Regions from separate parts of the Drosophila melanogaster genome. Here region 2 is linked to region 1. A link is a contact called in public Hi-C data. All regions are on one chromosome and are shown on one strand. The core of a region is the stretch at or near the end of the contact, and the rest is flanking DNA. Distances in the headings are between cores, read along the strand shown. Region 1 holds the start of CG14857. Region 2 holds the start of CG3631.

The links. Hi-C and Micro-C count contacts between places; a contact is called where the count stands out from the background.
Region 2: a Hi-C map of the Kc167 cell line shows a contact between it and region 1, with 2.5 times the contacts expected there. A contact is called at or near these places in 10 of 107 Hi-C or Micro-C datasets (the Clone 8 cell line, the D17-c3 cell line, the Kc167 cell line and 5 more).

Annotation. Positions count from the first base shown.
Region 1 is chr3R:14,798,401-14,804,380 of dm6, reverse strand. It overlaps CG14857, which reads right to left and starts at 2,608. Exons shown (of 5, transcript NM_142135.4): 1 at 2,247-2,608; 2 at 1,927-2,185; 3 at 1,213-1,627; 4 at 638-1,144; 5 at 39-566. The coding sequence starts at 2,576. The coding sequence ends at 395. CG14856 reads right to left here and starts at 5,395. Exons shown (of 4, transcript NM_142134.2): 1 at 4,971-5,395; 2 at 4,648-4,906; 3 at 4,168-4,591; 4 at 3,218-4,108. The coding sequence starts at 5,309. The coding sequence ends at 3,457. CG14855 reads right to left here. Exons shown (of 4, transcript NM_142133.4): 4 at 5,907-5,980. The coding sequence ends at 5,963. It overlaps btsz (bitesize), which reads left to right. Exons shown (of 14, transcript NM_001014622.3): 14 at 1-289.
Region 2 is chr3R:14,877,921-14,883,216 of dm6, reverse strand. CG3631 reads right to left here and starts at 3,760. Exons shown (of 5, transcript NM_206490.3): 1 at 3,174-3,760; 2 at 2,423-3,053; 3 at 1,682-2,259; 4 at 1,421-1,621; 5 at 586-1,364. The coding sequence starts at 2,701. The coding sequence ends at 1,157. It overlaps Rrp6 (Rrp6,), which reads left to right. Exons shown (of 5, transcript NM_001300401.1): 4 at 1-320; 5 at 413-719. The coding sequence ends at 493.

The DNA.
Region 1 (5,980 bases), core at 1,359-3,858:
CTTTCCATGGCAATCGGGGCAGGATGAAGAAGCGATTTAAATTGTAGCCGTTATGTTTATGGCATTTAAGCGTTACAAATTACAAGAGTTTACATAACCATTTACAAGATACAAGATACTTATGACCCCTTTACTTACAAGTAAGTACTTAATTACAAAGGCAACAATACCGACACACACGATTCCAACAAGCTGATGAACTCAAAAAATTGGCTCAATACAAGTTGCTAAGTTAAAATAGTGTTATAAATTGTGAACAGCAGTGAATCAATAAAATAAAGCAAACTTCAAATCTACTGACAACTTTCGCAACTACAGTGTCCACTTCTTTTGCTAATACCCTTTGGGATTGATTCTTAAAGTCTATGGGGAAATACTTTGAATGGGCTTCACTCTACACTTCCGCTTCCGTTTCGGATTTTGTTTGTCCATTGAGCTGGTGCAGCCTCACTTCTTCGGTGGCTTCCTTGGATACATCGTCATCGTGGCGACGCCAACAATCAAAGGATAGCATGGATTCGCCCTTTCCAAATGCCTCGCCATCAGCCAATGTGATGGGCAGTTGTCTGTAGAGAATGAAAAGGAAAACACATTTCAACACGCCTCCTTCCATCATTTCAAATACCATGACCCTTACCTATTGTTCGTTTCCGGCAGCATGAGAGTGCATCCGGATGCGGTAAGCAGGAGCAGCGCCAGGATGAGGGACGGAGCGGCCGCCAACTTAGTGCCCAAATGAATGAGGTAGGGGGACACAAAGGAAGCACCCGCAGCAGCCAGATGCACTGCAGCAATTCCGCGCGAGCGCACACAAGTGGGCAGCAGCTCGGAGGCAAACTGCGAGGTGACCGTGTAGCACATAGAGATGCCCAGCCGCATGGGCAGGGCGAAGGCCAGCAGCAAGGTCACGTTCTTTTGAGCGCCCTCCGTGGAGAGGGCCACGCCCAAAGCGCAGGACAGGAGTCCGGTGCAGAGCATGGCCAGAAATGCAGTGGCTTTGCGGCCAACTCGGCTCTGCAGTAGGCCCTGAATAAATCCAGACGGGGGAACGACCACCGCAAAGAGCGAGAAGACCACAAAAGGTGAAAGTCCCATGCCCTCCACATTTCTAGAGATGGTATTGAAGCTCAGCGAAGTCAGCATACTATGAAGACAAATATGGAAATACCAAATATTAAATAGACAAAATTATTAATTACAAACCTCACTTACAAAGTGAAAACCACCAGCAGCGATACTTTCCTCAGATTAGGAGTCCGCAATAAATCGAAAATTCCTGCCGTTTGTTCCGGTTGGTTTGAAAGCTTCCTCTTGACGATGCAGTTCCTCCTGAAGGCTTCAAAGTCAGCTGCTTTCACCTCCATGCCATTGAAGTGGGCAATGTGCTTCAGTCTGGCAATGGCCCCCTCCACATTGGTCCGTGTGATTAGCCACTGAGCGCTCTCCTGGACCACAAAGTAGAACAAAGCCACCACCAACTGGAGCAAAGCCGAGCAGGTCAGGTAGATCCGCCAGTTGCCAGCCAGTACGGAAAGCCAGGGGGCCACCAGAGCTCCTAGACAAAAGCAAATGCCCAGGGTTCCACTAATGGCCATATTCCTTAGTTTGGGCGCCAAGTATTCCAGAACTACAATAGAAAGGGCATTAATTTGTGACAAATTATTTTTAGCTTAAAAAGAAATCTTTAAAAGCAATGTTAACCTACGAAAAAACCTGAACAAATAGAATGCCTTCCAAATGTATTTTTATGATATATAAGATAACTTATAGTCTATAGTTATTAAGTATTTTTTGGTATCATCTGGTAAGCCTAATCTAATGCTATTGTTGGAAATTCAGGAAGTAATAAGGAGTAGGCACTGTTGTATGTATGTATATATGTAACAGATTTTTTACTTATTCTCAGCGATATCTCGCAGTGCTTACCCAGAATAAACATCAGATAATAATTTGCTGTAGCCGCGAGCCCAGAAATGCATCGAAAAATGGCGAACTGCACTAAGTTGGAGGCGTAGGTGGTAAGAAAGTCGCCTACGAATCCACATTGATTGGCCAGGATCACGGCTCTCACTCTGCCGATCCTGTCACCCAGGACGCCAAAGGTGAAGGTGCCCATCAGGGAGCCCAGGAAGAATAGAGATTGTCCGATCCGTGCCTTGTATGCATCATTACACACCCAGTTCAGCTGATCAATAGAAGATATTACTTTAATTTGGAAAATCTTTGGCATATCTGAATACACTCACCTCTGCATTCATGCTCCTAAATCCAAAGTCATAGTTGTATATCCAACGCTGGCACGTCTCATTACTCACCGTTACCCTGTCGCCCTCGATCTTATCCAATCGCGTGCAGGAGGCCTCCTTGCCAAATGGGGCATAGATGGCGGCGATCTCCTCAAAACTACGATTCTCGAGTGCCTCATGATAACACCAGTGCTGGGGCACAAACCCAATTATGTTCTGCGAGTAATAGTGCACGGTGGTCGTGAAGGCTATGTAGCCGAGCAGCAGTATCATCAGGTACTGATAGCGACCCGCACTGCCGCACTTCTCCAAGATCTGGTCGAAATCCATGACGTGCTCTCGCTGAGATTCTATTAAGACTAAACCCCGCCAATCCGTGCCGAGGCGAAAACGTTCCGATTCCAAACGAGACGCGGGTAAAGAGTGCTAGGTGGCCGGATTCGCACATTGAGTCTACGTCCAACAGCGATAAGATTGTTTTGAGGCAGCCTATCGTCTATATGGCGGGCTGCTCAAACGCGGACGCTTTATTATTTAAGTGAATTCACTCATTCACTCCAATCTAAACAAACGCCGGCGTCTCACGAGGAGGAAAGCCTACTCTGGACTAGATAAACACACGGCGCGACCACAGAACAACAAGTTCAGTGGACTCTTAATAAAACCAAAAAAACGAATCGCCGATTTTCCCCAAGTGTAGTAATACACATGAGTTCAGTAGTGCATTTAGATAATGCTGGAAGGGCAGAACATATTCGCCAGCATAAAAACCATATACCCTGTCTGTATTTTATAGATCTATACAATTCAGGGCTTTTTAAGCCCAATTATAATTATGTTTAAATGCGGGTTGTTCCATTCTTTTGCATACATACGTATATTTTATTATCCACAAGATAAGCAAAACTATATTATGACTAAATCGTTCTTATCCAAACCACCGACAACAATAATTATTAGACAGTCATCTTGGCTTTCTTATTGTCAGCTATATTATCTTGTACTTTAAACACTAGTCATATATATGCTTATAATAGTCTGCAAGTACAGATAAATAGACTATAAATATTCAGCATATGAATTTGAATAGCAACACTTTCGTTAGCTTGATTATAAAGCTCACAAACACGTTGCTCAAAATAAATTATTATGAACACAATTAAATGCAATAGGCAGCTACAATCCTTCCTTATATATATTAAGCACTTACTTAGTAAGTACGCTTATCCCCCATTAGTTTTTCTATGGTGTCAGCACTGAGATCGTGTTGATCTGCCTTTTTAAAGCTTCTCATAAAGTCGAACATCCGCTCGCCCTTGCCAAACTCCTCGCCCTCCGCTAATGTTAAAGGCAGCTTTTTGTTTCTCGTCTCCGACAGGAGCAGGCAAATCCAGGCGCTAACTAGGAGTAGAATGCAGGTAATGATCGAGGATGCTGCCCGGAAATATGTGTCCAAATGGAGTATAAATGGCGAAATGAAGGACAATGCTGCTGCGGTGACATGAATTACCGCCAAACCACTGGATCTCACACAGGTGGGCATTAGCTCAGTCGATATCTGCATGGTGGATCCCGTAGTCACGGAGATCCCGAACCGGCACATCAGCAGAAGGCACACCATCACCGTGGCGCTATGCTGCGTCCAGAAAGCCAAGAGAATGCCTGTGGTCGCAGTCATCAATCCAGTTGCTGTCATGCTGACCACCGAGGTGAACTTGCGGCCGAAGTGCTTCTGGACCTGGGTCTGGAAGATGCCTGATGGTGGCAAGGTCAGGGCGAAAAGGCTGAACATGACGAACGGTGATATGCTCAGACCTTCCACATTGCGAGACATTGTGTTGTAACAAAGCGTCACTATCGAGCTAGAATAATTATATACATAAATCATATTTATAAAATATAAATTTCTTAATTTACTCACAAGACAACCGTTACATAGATCAGGCGGAGACGCAGGCGTGGCAGCTTGAATGAGTCAATGAGACGTGCCTGCTTCTGCATGGACATCTGGCTTCTGGCCTCCGACTCCTTCGTCTTGCAATGCTGACGGAATAGCTCATAGTCCGCCTCGCTGACATCGCGCCGATTGAACTTGGCCACACGGCGTAGCCTCAACTCAGCTCCATCGAAGTCTTGGCGCGTGACCAGCCACTGTGCGCTCTCCTGAATCAGAAAGTAGAACCCGGTGACCAACAGCTGGGGCAGGGCGGTCCAGACCATGAAGGAACGCCAACTACCCAACCAGACGCCCTGCCAAGATGCACATATCATTCCCAGGCCGTAAAAAACACACATTGTCAAGTTCAAGCCCACACTTCGCATCGTCGGAGACACGTACTCCAAGACTGTTATATTTGGGAGGAAAGTTAAGACTATATAGATAAGTTAAACGATAACATACCCAAAATAAACATGAGGTAGGAGTTTGCCTCTGCAGCCAGTCCAGATACAAATCGGCTGGCCGAGAAAGTCAACAGGGTCTCTGCAAAAATGGTAGCCGAGTCGCCCAGGAAGCCACAGCAATTGGCCAAAACTACAGCCTTGATGCGTCCGATTCGATCGCCAAGTAGACCAAACAACAGGGTGCCACACATGGAGCCCACAAAGAACAGGGACTGACCCACTCGAGCCTTGTACGCATCATCACAAACCCAATTCAGCTGTAAACAATAGAGCTTACTCTTAGATGCAATGAACTTAAGTGGCGCCCGAGCAGGGACTTACATCAGCGTTCATGCTTATGAATCCATGGTCATAGTGGTAAATCCATCGATTGCAGGGCTCACTGCTGGCCGTGGCATTGCTCCCATCCATGTTGATCGATGCCAGTCGCGTGCACGAAGGCCTCTTGAATGGGGCGTATATCGCAGCTATTTCGGCATAGCTACGATTCTCCAGCTGTTCGTGATAGCACCAATGATCGGGCACAAATCCAATAACGTTTTGGGCGAAGTAGTGCCGGGAAACAATGAACATCAATAGTCCGTAGAGAGCCAATAGCATGTACTGGTAGCGATGGGAGTCGCCGCATTTGACCAGTATCTCGTCAAAGTCCATGGCCATGTCCGCAGATGCACCGCTACGTGGGTGCCGTCAAAGTATCTGTGTTCGGCGGTCCGCTCTCCTCCGCTGCCACGCACGTACTGCCACTGGCAGTAGCTAGCGCTGTTGGTCCGCTCTGCTCGGCGAACGCCTCCATCGAATAGTTGAATAGTTAAGAGCGCCTTGTGAAAGCGGCTGCGGTAAACTAATATTGGAGTTAAATAGTCGAATCGACTCTTGGTGTTTCCTCTCCGCAGCTGATAAGTCTCCGGATTCAAGTGAGCGAACTGAACTGCTCGATTCGATCATAACTTATATGTTGTGATTTAATTATTGGGGTTGATAAGCGTCTTTGTTGCTCCCATATCATCGCTGTAATCGGCAGTCTTCTATTCAAAATATACAACTATGTTGCTGTTTATTTATGCAGACAGTTTTGTTGATGCTAAAGACTTTACACCCAGCTAACAATGTCATGTGGCTATTCAGAGCATTTCAATACCAATTTAGAGCTGAGAAATACATTTAAATACAATGTCTATAATTTTTGACTGCATATCGGGTTATGCAAAGTGCGGGGCATTTCGTAGCTAAGAATTTTAAGCTGCTATGCAAATTAATCAACGATTTACTTTTTATTACTTCTATTTCATATATAACAACAGCACTTACTGCTAAACCGGCTTATTAAT
Region 2 (5,296 bases), core at 2,511-5,010, 78 kb before region 1:
TAAAGATCGAACCAGTCGAAAAAGTTCAGCAGGCTTTAGGCGAAAGCGATGATGAGGTCGTTGAGGTTCCTATCGAAAGGCAAGCCACAGAGCCACCGAAACCATCACCGGCACAGAACAACCGCAAGCAAAAGAAAAATCAGTTCCAGCGCGGATTCAAGGCCAAGAATCGAGGAAACCACCCGCAGAGCTCCAGTCAGCAGGTTCCGCAGCACAAGGGTACAGGCAACTTTGACTACAAGAACGTGGACTTCCGGCAATTCAAGGGAGGAGCGCAAAGAGCCCGGGGCACAGAAATCAAGCAGCAAATTCGCGGCAAGGTGAGTGCTATGAAAAGTATTAACAAGCTGGCTTAGCTTTTACTGAAACGATCTCTTCACTAAACATTTATAACGCTTGTTTTTTTTTTTAGAACCGTCCCAACAATCGGAACAACAAGCAGTTCAACAAGCTTTTTACATTTAGTAATGTAAGAAAAGAGGGCAAAAAATGAACTGCAATCGTGACGAAGTCTGTAAAATATACATAACTGGTATATATGTGAATTCAATAGTAAGAATGCGAGCAACACGAAAACTGATTGATGAAACTGATGAAGAAATAAACAAGTGTTTATTTTTGATTGTTTATAAATTCTTTTCAAGTTACAAAACTATTTTTTCTGAGCTTTGCAATTTTCTAAAATATTACCTATTAAATAACAACCGTAACTATTCATTAAACTAGACTATCGGATATGTTGTTATGGATCGGTTTGTAGTTCAATATTTAAGAACAGTTTTAAGAGATGGTCATTGAAAAAATATGGGAAAACCAAATAATAATTGGGACGTGGGAAATGTCATGGTAATAGGTTTAAATTTCAAACTTATTTCGTCACAACGAATTTTGTATGATTTAATTCCTAATTGGATGGCATCTCAATTTTTCGAAAACTTTTCTAGCATTCAAACCAATACAAGAAAGGACAAAAGAACTTAATTTAAAATAGGAAAAAACCTGTTTCGGGCATTTAAATATTTGGAAGAAATACAGAAGTAAAACATGGACTAAAATAATACGATAATTTCTCTATCTAACTTTAGCTTAAGTAGGATGTGGAAAGTGAGTTCCTAAAGCTCTAGTGCTGGCCATTAGCCCCAATCTTGAGCTGAAACTACAGAGTTTTGAACATTTTGTCGCCCTCGATGTCCATGCAGTGCTCCACAACAGCATAGACCACCAGAAGTCGTCGCTCCACTCCTTTTTTATGCTTATCCGTAATCAGGGGATAGAGAGCATCCTGCTTGGATAGTCGATCGATGATTTCCGTGAGTACGCCGCCGGAAAAGACTTGCAGGCGATCCCACGTGGACTTTCGCAGACTGTAAGGTATAAACGTAAATAGTTATAGGTATTTGGAAATTGGTCGAAGACTTACAGGCAGCATTGGTAGAGTGGCGCCAATATGTCCAAGTGATCCTTGTTCGGGTTTCCGAAGGCTTTTCCATTGTCTATAAGCACCACGCGCTCTTCCCGCGTCTCGTAGTGATGCCGATCTCCATTTTGGATTAGGTAGTCGAAAATAGACGCATCTATAAGGTCCAGCAGGCGGATGGTCTCCATTTTATTTTTCAACGATCTGAAAAATAATATTTTTGATTTAGAAGTTTATAGAGTGAAGTTGAAGTGTGGAACTCACTTGCAATAGGTCATATCGTCCTCCCAGGGCGCCCGCTTGTCATCCTTGTAGGTGCGTTGCCACGGTGATCGCCGCTTAGCCAACGTACCCGGAACAATATATATGAGCACACCTTCAATGTTGTGCCGCTCATCGCCACAAACAGTCTCCTCCTCGTTGCAGTAGTGACACTTCCCGAACAGGCAGTACTTCTCCCTGCCATCCTCGTCCGTTTCGATGTTTATGGTTTGCTGGAGTTCCGGATCGCCTTTGGCATATATCTCCTTCTTCAGGTTCACCACTCGACCCACCACTATGGGCGTCCATCGAAAGTCGAGCACGGCGCCCAGATAGAAGGCATATACTTCCGCCGTGTGGCGATCCTTGCCACTGTATATCATGCCATCGATGACCTCTTCCCGCGGATACCATTGCGGCTTAAAGATCACCTTCTGCTGGTGGGAAAGGCGGACGAGGAGCTTCAGTTGCGTGCCCCGACCCAGGTTGCTCACCCGGGTGATAGGTTCGCGGCGCAGTGTTTCTAAAAGCTGTCCCATCGATGAGTCGTATAAGGGATAGACCTCGTTTTCGTGCGGCCACTGAAAGTCACCGAATGCTTAGTGAATATACTTAGATGCATATTATAATATAGAATGTTTTCCCCTATTAAAAATTCATTTCCTTATTTTGTTTGCATAAGCAGCCAAACATAAATCACGAGCATAGCAATTCTGGCAGACCCACTAAGATCCATCGACTTACCCAGTTCGCAATGTCCCAGAGGACACTGGCGTTCTCGTACGGCGCCGCCTTGTAGTTCTTAAGCAGCTTGTTGCGGAACATGAAGAAGCGGGGATTGCGATTGAGGTAGTTGGGTTTTAGGTGGCGCATCTTGTGCCGTATCATGTTCTCCAGCGCCCGGACGCTGGCCAGATGACCCTCCTCGGCGCTGAGGTAGTACATAAAGTAGAAGTTGGCACCGAGCGCCAAGCCCAACAGGCTGGCCACGATTCCCGCGATGATGACGCTGCGCTTGTTCATCCTGCAGCCTGGGCGGGCGTTAGCCTATTTTTAATATTACGTATACGCAGCGATAGCCGCACTGGCAATTTGCACAATTCTAGCCGAAATGTTGATATGGCCGGGCTGGCACAGTGGCATGCTGCTGCTGTTGTTGCTGCTGTCGCTGCTGTTCCTCTGGCAATTGTTGCAGTTGTTGGTGTTGCACTTGCAATACTTGCTGCACTTCTTGCAATTGTTGCTGCTGCTCTGGCGATTGTTGTTCTTGCTGCGGCTGCCCTTCCTTTTGCTGTACCTATTTTTTTTTTTGGCAGACATCGGCTAACAACTGTTCGCATCAGTCCATTGTTGTGCAAATTAATTGTGGCCGCCTCTGAAAACGTGTAAGCATTAATTAAATTGTCAGCAGTAGAGAAAACGAGTCCTGTTCCGGGTTCTAGTCTATTTTGCTCACCCACCGCAACAAGTTAATCAGATCCGGTTGTTAACACACCTATGTACTGTTGACCCCACTCGAATTCTTGGCAATTCGTGTATCTTAGTATTTCCGTGTGATTCATTCAATTTAGATAATAACCGCGCCGATCAGTTGATAACTTCTAAATGATGGCATAAATCATGATGGTTTGATAATGTCGTTCTCCTAAGTGGTTATCCCATTGATCCTTCTATGCATTCAGATGGCATCCGATTGCAAGCAATCATCTAGAAGATGTGCAAGATACGAGATATGTGTGAAGTGTTCCTGGCACAAATAGCTTTCTATCTGACTTAACCGTTTGTTTACAAGCGTGCAGTTGCCCCATTGGGATTCTTGGCCACAATTGCCCAATAAATCGTGGTCTTCCTCTTCTGCTGCTGCTTTAATTGGTCGCCGTCTTATTTTTGGCCAACATCCACATGAACGAAGACCGCACTGCACGCATTCGGATTCGGAAGACAAAGAATTCTGTTGTCGCACTTAGGTTGCCTCTCCGATTTGGCAGATCGTGTATAAATAGCTTTTGTTTATGTCGGTGAAAATGGGAAAAACGTGCGTTTTTCACCGGCGCAGGAAAATGACAACAAAAGGGAAATCGTGATGTAAACAAAAAGCAGCTGACTTCAGCTGTTGCAGCCCTCGTTGGCCTGCGTGAAACGATCTGGCAACGTCATGCATAACCGCCAAATTCAATTTACATTATATATTCGTGTGATTTCGCCTTATTTTTGGGCTAATCCTCTCAGGTGGCTAAAAGTTAATCAAAAAACTAAGCCAACCCACAAAAGGAACGCAGGCTAAAGGTCAAATGCTCACACACGTTTGAGTTATTATAAAAACCCACACAATTCCAAATTGCACAGATGAGCCCAAGCGTGTACACTGCAAGAAATATTCGATCACGAAAAACTAACAAGTTTAGTATATTTGTTATTAAGAAATGAAATATATAATGCTGAACAGTAAGGAAATTAACTGTTGGCATCGATTTAATGAAATTGATTGGGCAAGACGAAGACTTTATTAGTTTCTTATAAATTATAATCTTTTCAACAATTTTCAAGAGTGCAGAGGTATGTGAAGTTAGCTTAGTTATTTTGTTCCATCGATGGGATAGCCTGGGAGTTTACCTTGCCTGCGGCCTCCCATTGGAGCAGAGCGCATAAACTGCGCCCACTTCTCAGCCCGAATGAAAGGGAAAAAGGAGGCCGAAAGGAGTGAAAGCAGGGAAAGCTGGAAAAGCTGGCAATGGGGAAAATCGAGGAGAGTTATCCCAGGCCACATATGGCGCAAAATAAACCGACAAATGATAACGGCACTCGAGCAAACAACAATAAAGGATGAAAAGCACGAAAATCGAGTAAATGAAAGAAATAATGGTGTCGGGAGTGTACAGCCAGTAACAAAACGCACGAACGTGTAAGGGGGGTTCCTTATCCACCAAACCCCAAGCCCCCCTCCCCACCACTTTTCTGCACACTTTGGGCCCCCGAAAATTCAAATGCCGACAGCATCCGCCGCCACATTTGTTGCTGGCCTGGGAAATCCAAAGGCAGTTGGCGGCCAGAACGCAACACCCTCGACACATAACGACTACAGTTAAATTTAGCCAGCAGTCGCATCACTCGCAGAAATAAAGCTATTGAGTTTTCTAAATTATGTAACAAGCGAATTCAGACGATTTGATTTGAAAAAATTTCCTGAAATGGTTTCGTTTTCCAATGATTTCGGATATTAAATGATATTAAGCAAATACTTATGGAACAATCTATATTGATAACCCTCTTGCCGAAACTACTAACTTCTCATTTGTTTTTAAGCATTGACCAGGAGATTTTTTTCAGTGCATGTAGTGAGTACGCAAGTGCCAGAAAATGATCTGCTTGCTTGTCTTCATTGTTTTGTGGGTTTGCTCGTTGGTTTGTTTGTTTGTTTGCCAGTTCGCGTGGGTTGTGTAATACATATTGAAATAAGCCAATTTCTGAATCTGGTGAGCGGCAAAATGCATAAGTTGCAAAGAAAATGCCAATTCAAGAATTTTTAATCCACTTTCATATTCAAATATCCATTTGATCAATATTAGTGCTATAATATTACGATTTGTAGCAGAAATGTGTATAGTTGATAAGAACTAA